2 separate regions of the Mus musculus genome follow, and region 2 is linked to region 1. Evidence: chromatin contacts called from public Hi-C data. All regions are on one chromosome and are shown on one strand. The core of a region is the stretch at or near the end of the contact, and the rest is flanking DNA. Distances in the headings are between cores, read along the strand shown.

Evidence for each region. Hi-C and Micro-C count contacts between places; a contact is called where the count stands out from the background.
Region 2: a contact with region 1 is called in a Hi-C map of B cells, with 6 read pairs. The contact joins the promoter of Ankle2 here to the promoter of Cops4 in region 1. A contact is called at or near these places in 1 of 39 promoter capture datasets (cranial neural crest) and 1 of 484 Hi-C or Micro-C datasets (B cells).

The regions. Positions count from the first base shown.
Region 1 is chr5:100,515,847-100,522,503 of GRCm38.p6, reverse strand. It overlaps Cops4 (COP9 signalosome subunit 4), which reads right to left and starts at 4,195. Exons shown (of 10, transcript NM_012001.2): 1 at 3,954-4,195. The coding sequence starts at 4,027.
Region 2 is chr5:110,227,906-110,234,562 of GRCm38.p6, reverse strand. It overlaps Ankle2 (ankyrin repeat and LEM domain containing 2), which reads right to left and starts at 3,559. Exons shown (of 13, transcript NM_001253814.1): 1 at 3,140-3,559; 2 at 1-216. The coding sequence starts at 3,326.

The DNA.
Region 1 (6,657 bases), core at 2,946-5,445:
GTCTTCTATAACTAACAACTTATAAAATGTTAGCAGATCCTGGCAGGGCACATTCGTAAACCCAGATTTGGGGAGTCTGAAGCACAGTTTGGAAGGAGTTTAAGGCCATCCTGGGCTATAGTGTTGGATGCTAGTCTGGGCTACAAGAAACTCTGTCTCAAAACAACAAACAAACAAAAGATAAATGTTTAAACTGCAAAGCCCCCAGCCTCCTCCGGACACCATCCATACTTTAGAACTGGGAGGAGGAAGTCTTAAAGGTCAGATTTCCATAAGATGGATTCAACAAAGACCTAACACTCGTGCCCTCAAGGAAGTAACATTTTTTAAAAATTGAATTCTGGTCAGGGAAGTGAAGAAATGAACAAAACAACCTAATCTCTGTCCACGAGAAAGTAGGCTCCAGCTGTGCACAGGAAGCTCACTAGCCAGCTGCCATGTGAGGATGCTGTGCTCGCCTGAGTGTGCGCATGAGGAGCAGGTTTCCAGGAGGTCGCATCTGAATCAAATGTTGAAGAACCAAGCAGGCTCGCCAACTAAGTCAGCCAGGCTGTCACAACAATCACCTTCGCAGGCTCCTTCTCCAGTCTCTCTTCCTCTTCTCAAAGTCTGGGGGCTTTTTGTTCTGAGTTTTGGATTTTTTGAGATAGGGTCTCTTTATATAGCCTGGCTGCCCTGGAACTCAAAGAGACCGACCTGCTTCCAACTCACAAGTACTGGAATCAAAGGCCTTCACCTGGCTTCTAGAACTTTTCTTGAAAAAAAAAATGTAATTACTTTTATGTGTATGTGTTGTCTGCATGTGTGTCTGTGCACCACGGGTTTGTCTGGTGCCCTCAGAGGTCAGAAAAGAGCATTGGATCCCATGGAACTGGAATTATAAATGGTTGAGAGCCACCATGTGAATGCTGGGAACTGAACCCAGGTCCTCAGGAAGAACAGTCAGTGCTCCTACTAGCCAGGCTATTGCTCCAGTCTGCTCTTCTAAACTTTGTAAGAGATTAAAAAAAACAAAACAAAAAAACAAGAAAAACCCAACCCACATATAATATATATCATATATAAAAAGCAGTCTATATCTGCAACAACAACCACAACAAAATGCTATTTATATGGCTAGTTTCTTATACTAACTTTAGCTAATCAGAAAGCATGTCTAAATGAGCTTTTAAGAAGAGAGGTAGCCGGGCGGTGGTGGCGCACGCCTTTAATCCCAGCACTTGGGAGGCAGAGGCAGGCGGATTTCTGAGTTTGAGGCCAGCCTGGTCTACAAAGTGAGCTCCAGGACAGCCAGGGCTATACAGAGAAACACTGTCTCGAAAAACCAAAAAAAAAAAAAAAAGAAGAAGAAGAAGAAGAAGAAGAAGAGGAGGAGGAGGAGGAGGAGAAGGAGGAGGAGGAGGGGAGGCAATATGATCTGGATGGTTAAAAGTGAGCTTTTGAAAAAAACCTGGGTTCAAATAGACGTCATGCCCCCAACCCTAGCCCTTGGCTTGTCACTGATTTAACCAACAATTCTTGAACACTACACTGCATGGAACAGAAAGTGTCAGCATTAGAAATCTTGTACTCTATAATTTCTTAAAGTGAGAGCCTTTGTTTCTCAGTTCCCAACATAAAAACCATAAACGAACAGATGAGTTGACATATGTACATCATAAAGTATGTGGCTGGCAGAACTGTGTTGTTATGAAAGTAAATTCTGACACATTCTTACCAGATAGTACTAGGTAAATACCTAAAGGGAAGGCCAAGAATATCCTCAGAAAAAAAGCACTGAAGCCTGGAGATGGCTCAGTGGTTAACAGAATGCTTGCTGCTTTTCCAGAGGACCTGAGTTCAATTCCCAGCATCCACCCAGGTGGCTCAGCACCACCTGTAACTCCAGGTTCAGGGGGATGCACTCCCTCTTTGAACACCCATAGGCATTTGCACACACGGCACACATACACATAAATAAAAATAATAAGCTAATTCTTAAGAAAGAAAGCAATGTTGAGAGGGTGCCAACTAACACTGCATGGGCTATCCATTATCAAGCAAAGTATTTCATTTCCTCTTAAGGAAATCCACTTGGTAGGCTGGCACTCCACCCTCCATTCATATTCCTGCAAAATACCACTTTGCTTCTAAAGAGTTAGTGATATATTCCATTTCCTTTCCCCTGGAATCTGGACTGGTCTCGCTACTTGCTTTCATTGGTATTACAGAACTGATGTGAGACTTGTCAGACTAGCCTTATGCCTTACAGCTTCCACTCTCACCCTGTTAGAACACTCTGATGCAGGAAGTCCCAGAAAAAAAAGCCAAAGCTAAACCATGTAGTGAGAATAAAAGATCCAGCCAACTGCCAGGTATCTATCTACACGTGGCCAGCCCTAGTGCATCTGCTAGCCAAATTAATCTGCGTAACTGAACCAGGTAAGATCAAGAAAACAGGCCAGGCAACATACAGAATCCCGGGGTGGGGGGTGGGGGGTGTCACTTTTATATTACTCAATTGTGTACTTATTTAGCTACAACAGGCAAAAGAAACACCCTATTGGAGACATGCTACTGTTCATTTCTAATTCCGGGCTAGAGAGATAAATAGTAATGAAGTTCCACAAGATTTTCAAGTTCTAACACCTGCATCTTAGCTGATAATTAATGAACTTACATTTTCTGTAATAAAGAGAGAAAAAAACAAAGGAAATATAAGGGAATACATAAGCTAGTTTGACTTCTATCCAAAGCTATAAAAGTATTAATACATGGAAAAACAACCAAACGATGAAGACATAAATGAACTATTTCCAACCCCTGGAATAAGTCGTATGTACTTACTGACTGCTTCATAACAACATTATGACATTTTCCAGATACCAGGGACTGTGCTCAGTTATTGAAGTGTAATTAGTACATAGACACATGCTCATTTTGAAATCAGATAAGACTAAGCCTCACGATTACCCTTCCATTTTTTTAAAGCGGAAAAATAAAGAATGATGTAGTTAAGCCCAGGTTATACAACTAAATTTCCCACTAATAAGGTAGACTGTACTTTCTACACAGAAAAGCCCAGCACAGCGGCCACACAACACACACACCATTTCAATGTGCAGGTTTGAGCAAGAATATTTCATTAATTAGATCAACATGCCCTCAGCTGTGAGGTGTAAATGTTAGGGCCAATTGAAGGCATACTTTCATTAGAAGGCAAAACTGTGAAAAATCTACACAAAGAAGACTACAGCTGTTCAACAACTGCTTGAGGGGACTGAAACATGTCCCAATTTTTGACCTGTCGTGGCTCTAAGCACCCTAAGGTTTCGACAAAATTCCTTAGCAGACCCTGGAAATATCACTGTTCTAGACATCCTGAGCCCGAGGACATTCTGCCTGTGTTCTCTTCTCCAGAGTTGGTGACAGACTGCGAGTATCCAGAACATAAGGACCCACACACGCTATGAACTGAGAGAAGTTCTGGACCACATGACAGCATCCATACCTCCTCTGCCCCTATCAATCCTGGAAAGCCATCTCTTCGAAATAAAAGTCTGCATCAAAGTCCAGAATATAAATTTACCTCCAACACGGCGAAGGCAGGGGCGGCAGCGAACCGAAGTCAAACTCGGTGTGTCGGGCTCGCCGAAGAGACTCTAAGGAAGGCGCCCACCGCCGGGCGAGCCGTCATCTTTCTTACCTCGCTTCCAGAAGCCAAAAGAACCCGCAGAGGGCGTTATCAAGGACTTAAGAAGCTGGCAGCCACCTGGGGTCCTGGGACGGTCAGGACCCCAGCATACCGTCCCTACAGCTTTCTGTTGCTCCCAACATTTACCGCCACAGCCGAGTTCAGGCCCGCCCCCCTGAGTCAGGCCTAGCTCGAGCCTCACGCCCCGGAGCGCCCGTCGCCTCTGGGAAGATAAACTTGCGGCTTCCTTCCTACCTCTGTACTCCTAAGAAATACTCACTTGCCCGCCAGATCTTTATGAGAGCCGCTTGAATTCATGAGCTGGGCCAAATCCTGTCGCACGGCAGCCGCCATCTTTCCTCCAGCTCAGCCACGGCTGCGGGACCTCTCGCTGCCAAGAAGAAAACGAGCGTGGTCCTCCAGGAGGCGGGCAGAGGGGACGCGAGGTGCCATAGAGCAGCGTCTCTGTGGGCCAGAGCGCCGGATAGGGGAGCAGGAATTAGCTCCGCCCTCCGAGTTGAGTGACACCAGACTCCTCTCCTCCGGTTTGAGGACCGCCCAGGTCTCCCGAGAGACGCAGGCGCTCACGCTCCGACCTGGGATTGGCTGAAGAACTTGAGGGCGTGTACTTTGTGCAACTTCAGTAAAGGCCCGGCAAGTCAAAGGACGACGTTTTCCCTAAGTTCCGGGACTGATTATTATCGTTCTCCGCTCCGTTCTTTAAGGCATCACTTAAACGACCTATGTAAAGAGTTACTTCCAATTCACTATAGTCCAACACTGAAGAAAAAAGAAACAAAAACCAACCAACACACACACACGGAATGTCAATTCCAAAGATAAGAGGAAAAATACAACAGACCCAAATCATCATTTTACAACAAATTACAACAAGCAATCCATGAAAGCAAGCTTTTTTATTCGTGTACACAAGCTGCCTTCCCCTAAGGTGGAGTTCAGTAGGTCAGCCCTGGATTCAAGGAAGACAAGGTGTTTATAGCTCAGGGGTAAGGGGTTCCATATCGGAGATTTGGCGGGCAAACTAGGCGGCGAGCAAAACAAGGTAACACAACAGGTAGCCATAACAAGGTAGTCATAGGTGGTCATGGAACCTATGCAGCAGATAAGGCTCCAAGGTGGTTATAAACCACTTCTTGAAGCAAAGACATGACTTCTATTCCTGGAACAGGCAGTGCAGAACATTTTGTAGTTAAGGTTACAGGTGGAGAATAGCCCAATGTCTGACAAACAAAGGTTTAGTCATAAACAAGAAAGAACCTAGTTTGTCTGGAACAGAGGTTTAATGGTAAACAGAAAGGAACCTAATCTGTCTTTACTATATAAGATGGCTTTTAAGTCTGAAATGGAGACAGGCTGGTTCTTCAGATCATTTACCTGGGAAAGAGTATACCACGATCAAGAATATGCTCCTCCCACGATGAGTCACTGGCATCTAAGTGTGCCGATGTCTGCGTTTTTTCCACTTGGGAGGAAACTCAACTGCACAGTTTATGATCATAGTGGACTGCTTTTGGCACATTCCCCTTATAAACAAATAAATAGCTAGGTTTCATGGTGGTCACCGTAATACTAGCACTCCAGAAGTGGAGGCTAGGGAATCAGGAGTTCAAGTCTATACCCCTGATCCTATCGACTTGGAAGCCAGCTGGGATTACTAGAGACCCTGTCCCACAAAGCTCTAAGATGTAATACAGATTAATGTGCACACACACACACATACACATATACCTTTGGACTATATATGTGCATTCCTTGATACACCCTGTATCTTTTTAAAGTGTTGGTTATACATACCACTTTGTTCAGACAATGCTGATTTTCATCTATTGTTCTGAAGTGATTAGTAATACTGCCCTTCAATTGAGAACCTGTTTCACGAGTGACAAGGTATGTGATCATCCTGCATTTACATGTGGTTACATTTCTTATTCATGTTTTCTTACAAAACTTCTTTCCAAAAATACAATCTGATAAATGCAAGGTTTTTGTATTCGCTTCCTTTCACAGAAAGTAACATGCCTTATTGTTCTCCTTTAGAGTTTTCTCTTTTTTTCTGGTGACCTAGTCATATAAGACATTATTATTTCTGTCATTATTTTTAAAGTAGCAAAGGTATGTTACAACATACAGGACATATGAAGAACGTTTTTTATAGAGCAGCCAATGGTGCAGTGAATGAACTTATATGTGCATGATTTAAGATGTGTGCAAGTAAAATACATTCCCCAAAGTGAGTCAGGATGCATACACATTTTTTGGCAGATATTCCCAAATCATCCTGAACAGGAGAATTCTAGTATTTTGTCTTCCAGTCAGATATATTTAGGATTGCAATTTCTTGCAGACTTACCTACAACAAATACTAACTTGAAGCATTTAGCCATCTTGGCATGTTACAAATGGCATGTTCTCTCTTTGGACATGAGCAAGGCAAACAAAGTAAAGTAGAGGTTATCCACACTGTTCAAATCACGTCCTTTTGGCAAGAATGCCTAACAGTGGTGAGCCCGGAAGCCCACTTTCCAATTGGGCAGCCTTTGTGTGCACAGAGCTTAATGGCATAGGCCTCTCAAGGCCTGCCTAAACAGCTTAGTGGGACCTGTGTGAGAATAGAAAGTATAAAAAAGGCTGGGGGTAAGAGGTGCTGGATAGATGACTCAGCGGTTAAGAGCACTGACTGCTCTTCCAGAGGTCCTAAGTTCAATTCCCAGCAACCACATGGTGGCTCACAACCATCTGTAATGGGATCTGGTGCCTTCTTCTGGTGTGTCTGAAGACAGATACAGTCTACTCATATAAATCAAATAAGTAAACCTTTTTTTAAGGCTGGGATACACATTGCACCTCATTTGCCTATTGTGTAGAGGTCCTGGACTAAATTTCTAGTCCAAGAGTGAGAGAGATGAATAAGAGGCAGGGGAGAGAGATGGATGCAGGGAATGAGGGATGATGGGAACCAGCAG
Region 2 (6,657 bases), core at 2,310-4,809, 9.7 Mb before region 1:
TAAATGCCATGGCAGTAACCGCGCTGGGCTTGGGAAGGGAAGAGGTCAGCAATCCACCTTGTTCCAGTAAGGCCTGAGCTAATTTCTTCTCAAAAATAAATCTTGTTGTTGATGTAATGGGTCCACATTTAAGTCCAGCTTTCATAACTTCTTTTCTAAGGTCATCTGGATTCAAGAGTTTCAGTCGAGCCATCATGGCATCCATTGTCACTTCACCTAAATTCAAGAAAGCAAACATGCACGTGAACCCAGGAATGGAGCTCAGTAGTTAAGCACAAGCTTAAGAGTGCTCCGTTTCCTCACAGGATCAAGCTATGCTTTTAACTTTAGTTGTTCAAAGAAGGTTTTGTCCCTGCAACTTAACATATAAACAGGACTTTATACATCACTAACTTCAACCTTAGGATAATTATTGAAACCCCAAACCCCAGTTTCCTTACCTACAAAATGGAAATAATAATAGGTCCAGTCTTGAGTTATAATGAGACACAGATAAAATAATGAACATAAATTCTGTACCACTGGGTCTGACACTGATAAATACCCATAAATGTCTGCTACAGCTATTGAACTGTTGAGGGACAGGCTTGTTAATCCTCAGAATGAGGAATAGCATACTGGAAAGTTAATTAAAATTAAAAACAAACAACAGCAAGAACAAAACCCTCCTAGACATTCAAGGGCAGCCACCTCTGACACAAGAGGCCACAGCTGCTCTCCAAAATGCCTCTACTAAAAAACAGGTGAGGGCAATAGCTCACCAAATGCATTGGAATGTGAAGTATTAGCACAAACTTTGTATTCTTAGAAAGATGGATAGATTGATAGAGATATGAGAAGTTGAATTAGGTCTGCAGATTAGACAACAGTGTTTTGCCACTGTTAATTTCTTTGCCATACTTGTGGTGTGATTATGTAGTATAGAAAATGTAAAGAATCTAAGTCAATAGTATATAGAATTCTTTTACCTTTCTATTTTGAAATATTTTGTAGACTCAAGAAATGATAAACTCTGTAATTAGCCAATCATCAGCTTTCCCTAAAGGTTGACACTTTTTATAATGATAGCACATCATCAAAAACAGAAAAATGACTTCATATAACAATTCAGTGAGCAGACGTAGCTTTGCTAATTCATTAGGTTCTATTCTTTTTTGAGTCTTGATGTACAAGATTATAGCAGCATACCACATCCATCCACCAATCCCTGCACCCACCCATCCATGCACCCACCCACCCATTTACCTACCTACCTACCTACCCACCCAGCCACCCAGCTCCCCTGGGTGAGACAATACATTTTCACAGCCAACATACTGCCTATTTTGCAATCCTAGCCCATAAGGCAGGATCACGAGCTTAAGGCCAGCCTAAGGTACATAGCAAGAACATTAAACAAGTAAGAGTTTCGTTTCTCTAGAACAAAAGCTTATGGGTACAGGGCAGGCTTAACTTCCTTGAGACTAGACTATAGTCTCCAGAGGGACTATACCATTAACAGACACACCAGCAATGCGGGAGAGCCATCTTCTCAGCATCTGCAGACGTTTGCAGACATCAGGATTTTTAAATCTTCAATCTAATAGATATATACATTGATACTCACTTTAGGCTGAACTCCTTCCCCCCGATCAGCTGGTAGAGGATCTTAGTACATGAGTTGAACTGTTCTGTATTGTTTTATAAACCTTTATACACCTAAAATGACTTCAAAATGAAAAACTAAAAACTGAAAAGAATCTTTCAGTGAAACAAGATGCCGCAAACACTGGTCTTGGCTCTCTCTATACCCTTTTAGCCACATGCACTGGGTGATTTTCACTGTGACCTGCTCTTGAGTTTTTCGTACAGTGTTCACTGAGTAAACGGGCTAGTGCACACTATATTTATTAAAGTTGCCCTTACTGCTTTGTGCTTTCCTGTAACTGCACCTACAAGTGTATATGTGTGTGTATTTCCAAGTCGGAGACTAGTCTCTTTCGGTGCCACTTCCTTTTTTAACACTCAACTGTTTGTTTTACATCCTGACCAAAGTTTGCCCTCCCTCTCCTCTCAGTTCCTCTCCACCCCATCAACCAGCCCTGGCACATCAAGTTGCAATAAGACCATGCTATTTTCTTAGCGGGGTCAAGAGAATGTAAAACCCAAAAGACAAGCATTGGCCCTGTTGTCACAACACAAACATTTCATTTCTCCACGGCCATGTAAAAATAACCAGCATTACCCTGACCTTCCTGTTCCCATTTCTTAAGCAAAAAACAAACAAACAAAAACAAAAACACGAAAACAAAACCCCCAAGAAACCAACGACTGCTAAGAAAGGGTTGATATGTATGTCAGTGGTAGAAGACTTGTCAAGATGTGCCACGCCTTGAGTTTTATACCCAGCCCTAAGTAATTAAAAAATGAAATTGTGTTTAAGTTCATAGTAGCAAATGGAGCCTCTGTTACCCGTAAGATCTTGTTAGGGTTGGGTTATCTCTAAAGTTCTAAAGTTGAGTTAATGGCTTAAAATGTCATTTTCCTTCTAGAAGAATTACTTTTCATCTTCCACTAAGAACTAGATTTAGGAGAAAGTGAGCGTTAGTGAAAAGTGGCTTCATACGAACACATACCTCGGGCTGGTGAAAGAGCACACCGACTGCTCTTTCCGAAGGTCCTGAGTTCAAATCTCACAACCACATGGTAGCTCACAACAAGAGACCTGACGCCCTCTTCTGGTGCGTCTGAAGACAGCTACAGTGTACTTATTTATAACAATAAATAAATCTTTGGGCGGGGGGCCGATCGGAGTGAGCGAGCAGGGTTGACCCGAGCGAACAGAGGTCCTAAATTCAATTCCCAACAACCAGATGAAGGCTCACAACTATCTGCACAGCTACAGTGTATACTCATAGACATAAAATAAGTAAATCTTAAAAATAAATTTAAAAAATTCTAAAGAAATCTTAAAAAACAAAACAAAAACAAAACACATACCTCGTAAACATGGGATTACAGTTTAGAGAGGTGGAGAGAAGAAGTGCTAACAGGGCTGTGGGTTCTCATCAAAAGTTTCCAAAATATCCGCGATAGGGTCTTACCGTATCCAGGGGGCGTGGAGAGTGAGGTTTTCCTCCCACGACTGACGCTGCCTTACCTGGCTGTGCGGCCACCGCTTCAGACGCGCTGGGCGGAGAGGAGAGCGTCCCGCAACGGTTCAGGTCCCGCGGCCGCTTCTCTAGCCGGCGGACCAGCCAGCGCACGGCGATGAACAGCACCGAGGCGCCCAGGAGCTCCCAGGCCAGGGCCGCCCACTCCACCACAGCCAGCCGCTGCCACAGCATCGCCACCGCCGGCGCCGAGGCCTTGAGCGCGGCCGCTGCAAATGCAGCCCGCGTCGCTCCCGCCTCCGGCCCTCAGAAGACCGCTCGCCTCGCCACGGGAGTCGCGCCTGCCCCAAGCCTCCTCCTCCGCCCGGCCGTGGTTAGACCAGGCGGGCTGCGCGCGCAGTGCGGGCCGTCCCGTTTCCCAACGATCAGGCTAGAACGCGGCCCGGAACGCAGCCTCAGGCGGCTCCGGAGGCAGCCCGGGGTCCTGATTAACGCGAGCGCAGCCCGGCAGTGGCGCGGGCAGCTTGGTCGGGGTCCTGAGTCGGACTCGGCGCGCTGCCTGGCGCGGCTCGCTCTTCAGGTGCGCCGCCCCGAGTTGTCGCTGCTGGAGAGCGCGAGCGGGCTCCTGGGTCACCCAGACTGTGTGTCATCCCGAAGCCAGCAGAGCTGGGGCCATAGTGCTTGACTGATAGGGGCTGAGGATGAATACGGCGGCCAGAAAGCCCAGCTCTGCCTCCTGTTGTTAATGAAGATTTTCTCTGGAATACAGGCAGAATGCCTATACCATTCCGACGGATAACGCGAAAGCCTACCTAGCACTGGGATTAAAGATGTGAGCCACCATGCCAGGCTGCTGATTTTAATTTTTGAAGTCCTTTTCTAACCTTTGTTTTTCTTTTTTGAGTCTTAACTATATATCCCCAAACTGGCCTTATGCTGGAGATCTGCCTCCTTGAGCTCGCAGAAATGTGATTACAAGCATGTCACATTAATTTCTGCCCACAGATCATGAGCTATGGAAGCCCGTGATGGTGTAGAGGCTTCTCACATGTACTCTGAGTGGTCTTTAGAAGGCAGAGTGGAGGATGGAGGCCTGTTCTGTTCAAATGTGTATCCTACCTCCTGCCAGTGAGAACTTGGTAAGACCAATTCTCACTATCCGGAGAGGGTGGCCTGAGGAATGGCCTAAAAAGGCCTGAGTGGAGGCCCCGACACGTTCAATTTACAGGTTACCAGCCAAGAGTCAGATATACATACCCTTCAGGTCATATCTTCAGTTAAAGATGTTACTTACTCCTCAGAACAGTCTCAGGGAAGCCAAACTAGATGACTTGAGAAATGCTAAGATGAATTTCCAGTTATTTTTATAGCCCCAGGATTAGAAAGCTAATTTAGATGTATTTCAGTATTTAGCTGGGCGTGGTGGTGCACATCTTTAATTCCAGACAGAAGCATGTGGATATCTGTGTTCGAGGCCACCCTGGTCTATAGATCCAGCCCAAGAGGCATCCAAGACTAAGTAGCAAAACCTTGTCTCAAAAAAACCAAGATAAATAAGTTAAATTTAATTATAGGCAGATGGGTAAAGTAGTATTAATTCCTTAAAGAAACAGGTACAGGAATATGTCATAGAGCAGTGGAGAACAACTTTTAATGTTTTGTCTTTTGCTTCATAATTGTGTTTATTTAAAGAGACCATGTGGGGTGGGGGGCTGAAAAGATGGCTCAGCGGTTAAGATCACTGACTGCTCTTCCAGAGGTCCTGAGTTCAATTCCCAGCAACCATATGGTGGCTCACAACCATCTGTAATGGGTTCTGATGCCCTCTTCTGGTGTGTCTGAAGACAGCAATGGTGTACTTTCATACATAAAATGAATAAATCTTTTAATAAATAAATAACCATTGTTCATTAAGACTGTTAGATCTGTGTGTTATAACTAAAACATTTACTTGAAACCTAGGCAGCTGAGGATCTTGAGTTCAAGACCAGCCTGTTTCAAAACCAAAGACTTGCCGGGCGTGGTGGCGCACGCCTTTAATCCCAGCACTCGGGAGGCAGAGGCAGGCAGATATCTGAGTTCGAGGCCAGCCTGGTCTACAGAGTGAGTTCCAGGACAGCCAGGGCTACACAGAGAAACCCTGTCTCAGAAAAACAAAACAAAACAAAAACAAAAACAAAGACTTACCAGAAATGTACTATACTTTCAGAGATCTGGCCATATGTTATATGCTGTTGGTCTCAGCCCATAGTAGAGAATTCAGTAGAGAGAATTGGGAACAGCAGCATCCAGGAGCCTGAGGTTTTCAGGTGGAGACATATAACTAAGCTAGGACAAACAGCAGGCCAGGAATAATGGTCTATGGGTTGCAGCTAGGCCTACCAAGCTGGCTAGGAGGTCTACTTTCAGAGTGAAAAGGTATGTAAGTGTGGAGAAAGCCCACTGTGACCTTCCTGATGGAGATAGTAATGTTATACAAAAGTGGACAAAGGGTAGTGGAATGCATATGGAAATGCTAATTTAATGTTTAGAAAACTTGATGAGGGGTGTATAAGTCAAGATTGCTCCTCCATAGAGTTAACTACACTAGGATATTCATAATAGAACACACGAGTATTTTACTGTGAGGGTAATACTTGACCCTAATTATGTATTTAATTCATTCTCTCTCTCTCTCTCTCTCTCTCTCTCTCTCTCTCTCTCTCTCTCTCATGCATATCCTAGAAGCTTCTGGAGCTGACCTGAAGAGTGAGCACTTTTTACCTGGGCTGTTATAACTGCAGCCTAATAGGTGCCATCTTCAACTTTTTTTTTTTTTGGTTTTTCGAGACAGGGTTTCTCTGTAAAGCCCTGGCTGTCCTGGAACTCACTTTGTAGACCAGGCTGGCCTCGAACTCATAAATCCGCCTGCCTCTGCCTCCCGAGTGCTGGGATTAAAGGCGTGCGCCACCACATCCGGCTAACTCTTTTTTTATTAGATATTTTCTTCATTTACATTTCAAATGCTATCCCGAAAGTCCCCTATATCCACCACCCCACCCCCCATCTTCAACTCTTTTTTTTTTTAAGATTTATTTATTTATTATATATAAGTACACTGTAGCTGTCTTCAGACACTCCAGAAGAGGGCGTCAGATCTTGTTACAGATGGTTGTGAGCCACCATGTGGTTGCTGGGATTTGAACTCTGTACCTTCGGAAGAACAGTCAGGTGCTCTTACCCACTGAGCCATCTCACCAGCCCCCATCTTCAACTCTTTACTCTAGTTTAATTATAGAAGAACACAAAAGACCTGTAGGTGGTTGTGAATGAGTGTCCTATGAGTCAAGCAACCATTATTTTGGGGAGTTCAGCTGTGCCCCTTGTGAAAGGCTTATCCCAGCTGGGTTTCCTGACTCTACATCCCCTCCTGAGAACCGCACCTGAGTATGTAGCTGCTCCTTACCAAGTGCTGTATTTGTGAGGCTAGAGTATAGAGAGAGGGGAAACAAGGGAAGGAGTGCTCTGTCTGTGCTGCAGTGTGGAGGCTTTCCACCTGCACCCACATTCCTGTAATTACCCTCTC